2 separate regions of the Mus musculus genome follow, and region 2 is linked to region 1. The links are chromatin contacts, called in public Hi-C maps. All regions are on one chromosome and are shown on one strand. Each heading gives the region's core, a stretch centred on a gene start, on an enhancer-like site or on the middle of the called end of the contact. The rest is flanking DNA. Distances are from core to core; before and after follow the strand shown.

Region 1 (5,287 bases), core at 1,569-4,068:
TCTATCTTCAGTGTGTCCACAGCCACTGTGTCGCCATGTTTTCTTTCCCCCTTGTTTCTGCCATTGGGTTTGTCTGAGTTCCTTGATAGTGTCAAGCCAGAACCTTACGTGGGGGTGGCCTGGTTGTGTAGCCCTCTCACTGATGGGCATGATTGTATTCAAAACTGACAGGCACAGTCATGTCCCCAGCCAAGACCAAAGGCTGAGGTCACCAGCAGAATCTAAGGCAAGAGCTAAATGAGGTTTCAAAGCAACAGGAACTCAGCTCTTCCCCTTTAGAGGGGACATGTGTCCCTCACTCCCCCGCAACACAAGATGATCTGGAAGAACTCAATTTACACCCTCAGCTCCTGTGGGCTGGGGGATCAGCAGAGGGCAGGATAATCCCAGCTTCTCCAGCAGATGGTTTCTGACTACCCTTGACCCAGTTCCCTCCCGGCAGTTGACTAGCAGCAGGGCTGGAAGTGTGGACCCTCCTCCCACCAGCAAGGACAGGGTGGCTTTTGCCTCTTTGGTGCCAGGTCAACAGGCAGATTTGCTTCAAGTTCCCGAAGGCAAACAGCTACTGTCCCTTTTTTTTTTCTATAGCTCTGTCCAGCCCAGTCGAGGCTGGTGAGAAAGACTATCTGCATAGGTCAGGCTGGAGCTGGGGGGAGGGGAAGGGGTCATTAAACCTTTCATTGGCTTAATGACTTCTCTCCTTCATTCATCAGTCGTTCCTTCCTAAGCCCTCCCTGGTCATCTGTCAGGTCTGGCACTAGACAGAGCCCGTGAGACCTAGCCCCTGTGCTGGAGCTAAGTCAGGCAATGAGGCAGCCAGCCAGGCACTGGGCACCTACCTAATTAGATAAATCACTTCCCTGGGGCACAGAGGGCCAGTGAGGGCTTCACCCAGGAGGAAAGACTGGGCTAAATCTTAAAGACCAAGGATGAAATAGCCAAATAGTGGGTGGATCTGCTTACAGAAAGAGCCAGAGGGTCAGATTGTGTATTGTGCCTGGAGTGTATACACAAAAGTCTGAGGTGGGGCAGGTAGGCTCAGGACCATATTCAGGTTGGGCTGTCACAGGCTGCCAGGAGCATCTCCTAGTTGCCCAAGGGCTCACTGGACCCTGAAAGGGCGGGGGAAAGGACACAGGACAGGAACAGCAAAGAATGGGTCTCCTAAGGGCAGAAGGGCTATTATCGTCTGGATTCTGCGGGGGCGGGAAGGAGAGGGGCTCTTGCTTCAGACTCAGAGTTGGTTAAGTCAGACCCGCCCTAGTTTTGCCCCGCAGACTTCTGGTCTGTTCCTCCTACAGGGAGAGAGGGGGCGCTCTGCTCCCAGACTTTCGTGCTTCCGCGGAACTGCTGTTCTGGCTAAGGTCCACAGGGTAGGGTTGTCTTGGGAAGTTGGGAAGCAATGGATGTTGGTGGAACGACCCCCCTCCCCAAGTCTGAGGTGTCTTTAGGGAGGGTTGTCCCGATTCCAAAGAGAACCATCCATGCGTCTACCTCTCAGTCTTGCCTGTCGTTAGGTGAGCCTATTGTGGGTAAGCGTCCTGGGAAGGGGGGGGGGGGGCTGTTTGCAGGCAATGTGTTCTGGTCTCTGGGAACTGTGCCCCGTGGGCATTGTCGTCCCAGACCCAGGTAGGGTCGGGAAAAGAGACAGAAAGAAGAGGGTACATTTGCAGTTCTCTAGTCAGTACTGGGAGTCAGACTCCCACCCATTACTGGCAGCCAGAAGAGCGTCCCAGAACCATCTTTATATCCGCTTCTGCGAGGTTGGTTTAGTCTGTTTGGACCTCCCAAAGCACCAGTGTGGTGCAGGTATCACAGTGCCCCTTTACAGCCGAGAGAGAGAGAGAGAGAGAGAGAGAGAGAGAGAGAGAGAGAGAGAGAGAGAGAGAGAGAGAGAGAGAGAGAGAGAAAGAGGCAGGGCAAGGTGAGGTTGGACTGGATTCAAATCCGGTAGTACCTGAGCCCTTCATTAGAATCTGGGTTTGTCTGAGGCCAAGTGTGACAAGACACGAATGGGACAGTGGAGACCCCAACAGTCTGGCAAGCCCTGAGCCTCCAGAGACCTTGGGTCCTCAAAGATGGGTTCCCAAACAATGCAGGTAGACCCTCGGGCCAACTACAGCAGAGCTGGCCAAGCCTCCAGCAGCCTCCGCTTCCCTTACTCTTCTAGCCCAGGGGGTTAACCCATCGCCCATTGGGACAGCGGCCTCGGACGCTAGAAGAGGGCGCTGTAGCCCGAGGGTGGCATCCAGCCGCACCTCTTCTCTGCTGCATTCGAACTTACTCCCCACCCCCACCTAGCAGATTGGATAGCGAAAGATCGTCCCTTGAAGGCTCTAGGGGCAGCTGCGGCGAGAGAGGGTCGCCCGTCCCGGTTGTGAAAGGCGACAATTTGGGACGGGGGCGGGGGGCGGCTTTCGTGGCCCTGAGTAAGGGGTGTCCAGAAGCACCCGGATCCTACACCAGGAGCGTGTCGGTGCCATTTATCCATCGCCCCATGGGGCGAGGGTCTGGAGCACTCACGTGGTGGGAAAGTTTCGAGGTAGCAAAAGTGGCCTGGCATCGCGGGGGGGGGGGCGCAGGGTGGAGAGAACCTTCTTGCCCCTCCTCGCCAAGGCAGAAAGGGAAAGAGCGGAGGGAAGAGGGGGTGGGAGGAGGATCAGGCAGCAGCGACCTGCAGAATCCGCCTCCCCCTCCGCCCCCGGGACGCCCGAGTAGGGAGGCGCGGACCGTCTCCTCCCGCACTGCCCGGACGACACTCCCCCTCCCCCCTTTTTTTCCTGCCAACGTCTATCTCAACGCGCGCGCACATACGGAGATTGTGCGGCTTTTTTACCCCTCGGGAAAAAAAGAACAGGGAGTGGAAAGGAAGAGAAGGCAAAGCGAAGAACTCCTCGGGCGCGCTCTGCACTCCGAGCCACGGCTGGGCGCGGGGACGCTGCTGCCACCGCCACCGCCGACTCGCTCTCTCCCCGGCCCTGCAGCGTGTGCCAGTGGGAGCGCGAGCCAGGGCACTCGATTCTGGGGACACAGAGAGACTTTTGGCCGCCACTGCCGCGGCAGGCAGAAGAGACAGCGGCGAGAAGGGCCCTGCCACCGCCTTTCCCTCCTCCGCCGCCCCGGCCGGCCCGCTCAGGCGGCCAGGCACAGGGAAGCAGGGAGGAGCAGAGGCCCAGGAGAAGCGCGCCGCGGCTCGCCCGCCCGTGGATGCGGCGCCCGGGGGAGCCTGGAGACAACTTTGCCGGGTGACGCGCTGGGAGGACTGCAGGGCCCGCCGCCCAGGAGGGCTCGGCACCTCCTGTAAGAAGGGCCCGCGCAGCGGCGCTCCCCCGCACAGCTCTCTCTCCTCCCGCCGGCCCGGAGCAGGGGAGAAGGACCTGCCCATCACCGCCGCTGCCTCGGGCGGCCGTGTCCTCGCTGCGAGCAGCGACAGGGCGAGGCGCTCAGGTGCGGTCGCGGGGCCCCAGCCGCAGCGCCCTCCGCAGCGCCGCGCCCGGGGTCTCCGGCACCTTCGCTTCAGTCTCCAGAGCGACTTGCGCCCGCTGCCGCCTCTTCCCTCCACCTTTCCAGCCCGGCCGAGCCAAGCCACCGTGCCAGCACCGCTGCTGCCGCTCCTCGCTTTCGCTTCACCCCGATCAGGGGGCTGCGGTGGCCCTCGACGCGGAGAGGATGGGCAGGCTGCAGATGCCTAGGCGCCCCGAGTCGTCAGCGCGCCACTGACCCGGCGGTCCCCCCCACCCCCTCACCGCCAGCCCGCGTTCCCTTCTGGTCCCCGCGGCGCCCCTTCTCGGCCGCGCGGGAACCCCCGCGGCCCGGCCGGCCCCCTCCCCCTGCGAGCCGGCGGCGGCGCTCCCGGCAGGCGGGCGGGCGGAGGCCCGGGCGGGGGCGGGGCGGGGCGGTGCGCCCAGAGCCCGGAGCCCGGCCCTGAGCTCGCTTCGCCTCGCCTCGCGGCGGGCGCCCTCGTCGCCAGCGGCGCACCATGGACGGGCTGCCCGGTCGGGCGTTGGGGGCCGCCTGCCTTCTGCTCCTGGTGGCCGGCTGGTTGGGACCCGAGGCCTGGGGCTCTCCCACACCCCCGCCGTCGCCCGCTGCGCCGCCCCCGCCCCCGCCACCCGGAGCTCCGGGTGGCTCGCAGGACACCTGTACGTCGTGCGGTGGCGGCGGCGGCGGCTTCCGGCGGCCGGAGGAGCTGGGCCGGGTGGACGGTGACTTCCTGGAGGCGGTGAAGAGACACATCTTGAGCCGCCTGCAGTTGCGGGGCCGGCCCAACATCACGCACGCTGTCCCCAAGGCCGCCATGGTCACGGCCCTGCGCAAGCTGCACGCCGGCAAGGTGCGCGAGGACGGCCGCGTGGAGATCCCGCACCTCGACGGCCACGCCAGCCCGGGCGCCGACGGCCAGGAGCGCGTCTCCGAGATCATCAGCTTTGCAGAGACAGGTGGGTTCGGCCACAGGGAAGCCAGAGGCGGCCGCGATCCCTCCCTTTTTCCTTCTCCTAGGAAGCCCTGCTGCCTTCACCGCCTCTGCAGCCCGCACGCCCCGAGGGCATTTAGGCTCCGGGCAGAGACGTTCTGCGGTGGCCTTGCGCGCTTCCCAGGGTGGCAGTCCTTTTCTATACTGCGCGCCCAGACTACAGATCCTTTGCGGCTTCCCTTTCCCTGCAGCAACTGGGAAGCACCCTGCCCTTCATCCTGGCTCACGGGAATTGGGCCCCAGCGCCTCTGGGCGCGCGTCCCCCTCCCGGCAGATGCGCGCAGCCCTGGCTCTGCGGGCACTTGCTTAGTGATTGCTTAATGTTTTTGTTTCCCACGATCCGAGTGTAGGCTTAGCAGTGTAGAGATGGAGATGTGTGTGCTTGTTGATATACGTGGGCAGGAGAGGAGAGGGAAAGGGAGAGAGAGAGGGAGAAAGAGAGGGAGAGAAAGAGGGAGAGAGAGAGAGGGAGAGGGAGAGAGAGAGGGAGAGAGAGAGAGAGAGAGAGAGAGAGAGAGAGAGAGAGAGAGAGAGAGAGAGAGGCTCCCGGGGCCGCTTGCGTCGCCCGGCGGCATGGGCTTGCCAGGATTGCTGAAGCATCGGTGGGGAGAGCTAGGCAACCTCCCTTCCGATTGTGTGGGCACCAGAGTCGGCGGAAGGCAGCTTCTCAACAGGTCCATCATTTACGCAAAGAAGCGGCTCAGGAACAGCCTCATGCCTTTAGGCTTGCCTGGCAGCAGCCGCAGCCCTCTCTGGTCCAGGGAAGAGGGGCAGAGTTTGTAGTTAACAAAGAGTGGGATTCCTTTCTGCAAT
Region 2 (4,990 bases), core at 1,696-4,195, 35 kb before region 1:
GGCATAAACTGGCATGGTAATTCATGCCTGCAATCCAAGCACAGATGATGAGGTAGAGGCAGGAAGTCAATGTGAGGCCAGCCTAGAATACAGGGAATGAGGATCAGAGAGAAGGAAGGGAAGGAGGGAGAAGAGAGAGAGAGGGGGGGAGGGAGGGAGGGAAGAAGGCAGGAAGGCAGGAAGGCAGGAAGGCAGGAAGGCAGGAAGGCAGGAAGGCAGGGAGGGAGGGAAGGAGGGAGGAAAGGAGGGAGGGAGGAAAGGAGGGAGGGAGGAAGGAAGGAAGGAAGGAAGGAAGGGAGGAAGGAAGGAAGGAGACCTATTTTGTAGGGAGAGATTCCAACACACTAAGTCTTAAGCCTGGCTGAATAGCAGCAATGGTTCTTTAACTAAATTTGAGTCTGTGAACCCCCGACTCTATACTTGGTGTGGAATCTTTGCCGACTTTCCCATGTGGATAATATTTTTGTCCTAGTACTACAATTTCAACTGAACTCTAGGGCTGTGGTGCAGAATACTAGTTCTGCATGTGGGAGGCCCAGATGCACTATCTAGTGTCTCCTGTGTGTGTCTGTATTCCCAGCTCTGAGCTCATCAGAGAAGTTCAAGATGAGCCTCAGCTACTTAGTGAGTTCAAGGCCTGCCTGGATGACATAAAAACCTTTATCAAAAGCAAACAAACAAACAAACGAACAAAAACTCCCCATAAGTTTTTCCATTTAGTGCCAGGAAATCATGGGCCCCACACCCAAAGCCCTGGTCAGCAGCAGCCTGAGCGTCTTATTCAGTCAGGGCTGTATTTCTGATATTGCTAGCTTTCAAAATGCTACTTGGCTTTATTTTTAGGAAGGAAGACCTGCATTCACAAAACACTCTAGGTTAGATTGCACCATTCAGAGCCTCAAAGTACTTATAAGAGGTCCTATTTGCTCGTTGGTGGCACATGGCTGTGCCTGCCACACAAAAGCTGTGCATGCCACTCAATCGCTCTGCCACTGGGTTACAATTCCAGGTCAGAACCTATACCTTTTTAATGCCATATTTTCTGAGCTTATATATTACTTTTTCTATACTAGAACAAAACACTTTTTAATATTCTCAGTGGGCAATGGGTCAAGTGCTTGCCTGGCAAGCCTAATGCTCTGGGCCCCATCCCTAGAATCATACAGACCCGGCACAGGGGTCAAGTGAGCCATCTCAGTACTGGGAATGGGGAATGTCATGACCATTCTCAGCTGAATAGCCAGTTTGAGGCTAGCCTGAGATACATGAGGAGACCCTGGTTTGTTCTCTCTCTCTCTCTCTCTCTCTCTCTCTCTCTCCCCTCTAATTCTAATTCTATATACGTGCTAAGCCAGGCTAGTGCAGCACTTACTCTGTAGCCCAGGCTGGCTAGTCGGTTCTCCGGCCTCCGTGCTAGGACGATGGGTGTGAACTGCCACGCCAGTCCCAGCTCACTTATTTGTTTTAAAAATAAGATCTCATTTAATTTGGACTGACCTCAAACTCATAATATAGCTGAGGATGACTTTGAACTCGGATCCTCCTGAACTAGAGTTACAGGCATATATAGAGTGCATAGGTGTGAGATGCTATCATGCCTGCCTTATGTGGTATTGGGATGGAACTCAGGACTTCATGCACATTCGGCAAGCACTCCAGCAACTGAGCTACATTCCCAGTTCCCAGTGCCCCATTCGTTTTTATTTGGACAGAATGTTATACCAAAAAAAAAAAAAAAAAAAAAAAAAAAAAAAGATGTCATTTTTTTAGTCACACCAGGCTCATTGAACGCTATTCGCAAACACCTAGCTCCACCTAGTGGCTACAGGAGGGTCGATTTTTCCCGAGAAAGCTCTTGAGGCTGGTCTGGGACCCTGCCTAAGTGAGGGTAGCTTTGGTAACTCCCTGGAAGCTGATTCGGAGCAGAACGCCTGCCTGAATCACTCCCTTGAAAAAGGTCCAAACACAGTTGTTGGGTTTAATGACCTGCGTTATTATGGGCTTTGGATTTTGTGTGTGTGCCAAGCCAAAGCATGAACAATACACAAACTCTTAAGGAAAAACACCGTGGCAGAGAGCAGGGCAGACAACATAAGCCCACTGTCTGTGAGGGCTGGTGGTTTCACTCGCATTTTTATTGCATTAATCAATTTGTATTGCAGAACATAGGAAGACTGTTCCCACAGTGAGTTTTGTTTACTGAGAAAGATTGGGAAAGTAACAGGGGAGCCCTAATTCCTCACACTGCAATTCAGCAAGCTCCTTTCCACATGAAACGCAAATGGGCTGCAACCCAGCGTGCAACTGCGCTCTCTCTCTCTCTCTCTCTCTCTCTCTCTCTCTCTCTCTCACACACACACACACACACACACACACACACACACACACACACACGAGAAAGGCCTTGGAGAACCACCCTAGTCACGTACTCCCTTCTCACCCCCCCCCCCAAGGAGCACCCAGACCTTGGTCTTAAAGACACATTCCCTTGGGGGCATCAGTCCCTGTAGTAGCGGTTCTGTCATTTTGGCTGCCATCACCAGAGATAGCCTCTGCTTCAAGGACTGCTCCCTCTTAGCCCAAACAAGCTGACTTCAGAGGCCAGGGCCAGCCAGTCCGTAGACTCAGTGCTCCCGTAGGCAAGCAGGTTGGGCTGAGCACTGACCGTGACCACATGTGCCATGGGCCCTTTGAGCACATTCTACTTGGGTGGGTGGCAGGTCATGACAAACTATTTTGCCCCAAGCATGGCTTATTCTTTTGCAATGCCCAAGCCCTATGTGTGGGTTAGAGCTTGGTGACTGTCCCTCAGTGGTGGGGGTAGGGATGGGGGCTGTAGCCCTAGGAAACAAGCTCACCTTGAAGCCCCGTGGCTCAGCCTCGCCTTCTATAGTTCAGGGCATAGCTGGCAGGGGGAAGCGGCTCGCATGTGATGGGATTGTGACCATATGTTGCTTTCAGTTTCAAAGCAGACTTTTAATAGCGGTTTCGTGTTACCTAGCTAAAAGTAGCTGTGAGCTTCTTGCCGCGTTCACACCTCTTCTCCCTTGTCCTGGATCATTTGTTCTGTGCTCCCTAAATTACCCATCCTTCTTGGGTTTAAGCATCAAAAAAAAAAAAAAAAAAAAAAAACCTCTTAGCTTCTAGCTTCTGCTGTTCACCAACACAGGTGCTATGTCAGCGGATCGCTCCCTCCACCCCACCCCAGTTCCCCCCACAGCCCTCCATCTTTCCCCACCTGTAAGCAGCGGTTCCCTGGCCAAGCTCCAAAGCACTTTCTTTTATCCCTTGATTGGGGTTTTATTTTAAAGAAGAAAGCCAAGCACATTTTTAACAGCCACAGCCAGATGGGGCTGAGCTCTTCCGAGGCAGCGAGGCAGCGCAGAGGTAATAAAACCCTGAGAGCTGGTGCGGCTAACCTAATGAGAGAGGCTGGGGCTTCCTGCCAGCTCCCAGTCCTGAAGAATACCTGTGGCCTCCGTGGAGGAGGCTCGTGACCTACGGCAGTGTTTTCCCATTTCTCTGTCCTCAAAGGCTGAAGTTAGTGCTGCGCTTTCCTAGCCCCAGGCTTTTCCACCCCTGCCTTGGACAGTTTTCACTCTGTGCTCCCGTAGTGACTTCTCCTACCTTAATAGACCTTGCTGCTGTACCTCATGGCTCTCCTTCCTTCCTTCCTTCCTTCCTTCCTTCCTTCCTTCCTTCCTTCCTTCCTTCCTTCCTTTTTTTCACTTTAATTGCATTTTATTTGTGTGTTTGTGTGAACACGTGGACACATATCACAGAACCCATGTGAAGGTCAAAGGACAACTTTCAGGAGTTAGTTCTCTTCTACCGTGTGGGTCTTGGAGATCAAATTCAGGCACACACACACGCACACACACACACACAAGCTAGTGAAACACCATCCATTCCCTCCTCTGCCCTTCTGCAATGGACTCCCATGTGTTAGACTGAGGGTGTCATGGGTTAGACTGAGAGTGTCCTCCCCTCCAGAAGAGATGTCATAGAGGCCACATTCTTCCCTTGGCCTGGCCCCTGGCTGCTAGTCACTGACAGGTGCCTTTCTTGCCATCTCTCAAGGGTGTTCTATTTCCATGGCTGCAGCTATAAGTCACCGACTTCCACTCAACCAGGCCAGGACGACCGAGGGCTCAGGGAGCACGTGCACAAGCCAGGGGCCACTAGGCTGGCAAGCTAGTCTAGCTAAGCCAGGACAGTGAGAGATCTCATATCGAGAGAGAGAGAGAGAGAGAGAGAGAGAGAGAGAGAGAGAGAGAGAGAGAGATGCAGGTAGGGAGCTGGTTAAAATGCCCTTAGCACAAGCAAACACGAAGAAAAGACTCTCTGGCAACTGGGCCAGCTAACTTGGTGTGGGCAGCAGAGAACAAAAAGAAATCTTGTCTTGAGCTAGGCATGGTGGTGCCTTTAATCCCAGCACTCAGGAGGCAGAGGCAAGTGGATCTCTGTGAGCTTGAGACTAGCCTGGTCTGCTAAAGACACCCTGTCTCAGAAAACAAAACAAAACAAACACACACACACACACACACACACACACACACACACACACACACACACACACACAAACAAACAAAAACCCTGAAAACAAAAAGAAAAAAATCCTGTCTCAAACAAAGTACCAGGAGGGAAGGACACTCAAGGTTTTCCTCTGGTTTCCATACACATTTTATGGTACATGTACACACATACACATGCATGCATGCACACACATGTGTGCACACACACATGCACTGTAAATCTGTCTTACCATCCCCACTCTAATTAGCTACTCTCTCCATATTCATTCAGGACTTGCCTTTAAGAAACTTCTTGAACCATGCCTACCTAGCCGGGCATGTCCATCGTCCTCGATTAAGATGGATCTTAAAATCTGGCAGGAGTCAGGTTGTGGGGGAGCATAGCTGTGGCCTAGGATTTGGGAGGCTGAGGTAGAGTATATAGGTCATTTTCAGTTATATATTGAATTCAAGGC

Evidence for each region. Hi-C and Micro-C count contacts between places; a contact is called where the count stands out from the background.
Region 2: a Hi-C map of muscle stem cells shows a contact between it and region 1, with 3 times the contacts expected there. The contact joins the enhancer-like site here to the promoter of Inhbb in region 1. A contact is called at or near these places in 1 of 39 promoter capture datasets (trophoblast stem cells), 11 of 484 Hi-C or Micro-C datasets (the AML12 cell line, cerebral cortex, embryonic fibroblasts and 5 more), 4 of 115 datasets of contacts at active chromatin or transcription factors (embryonic stem cells and pancreatic cancer cells) and 3 of 9 other capture datasets (adipose tissue, embryonic stem cells and pancreatic islet).

Annotation. Positions count from the first base shown.
Region 1 is chr1:119,419,779-119,425,065 of GRCm38.p6, reverse strand. It overlaps Inhbb (inhibin beta-B), which reads left to right and starts at 2,818. Exons shown (of 2, transcript NM_008381.4): 1 at 2,818-4,439. The coding sequence starts at 3,980.
Region 2 is chr1:119,455,261-119,460,250 of GRCm38.p6, reverse strand. No RefSeq gene overlaps it. Among named protein-coding and RNA genes, the nearest start is that of Gm46145, 3.9 kb to the right of the region's middle. Within about 2 kb of position 2,945, at least 59 of the 459 cell types and tissues checked have an H3K27ac peak or open chromatin away from gene starts, as enhancers often do. A contact at or near this core is called in adipose tissue, muscle stem cells and uterus, where this site is marked.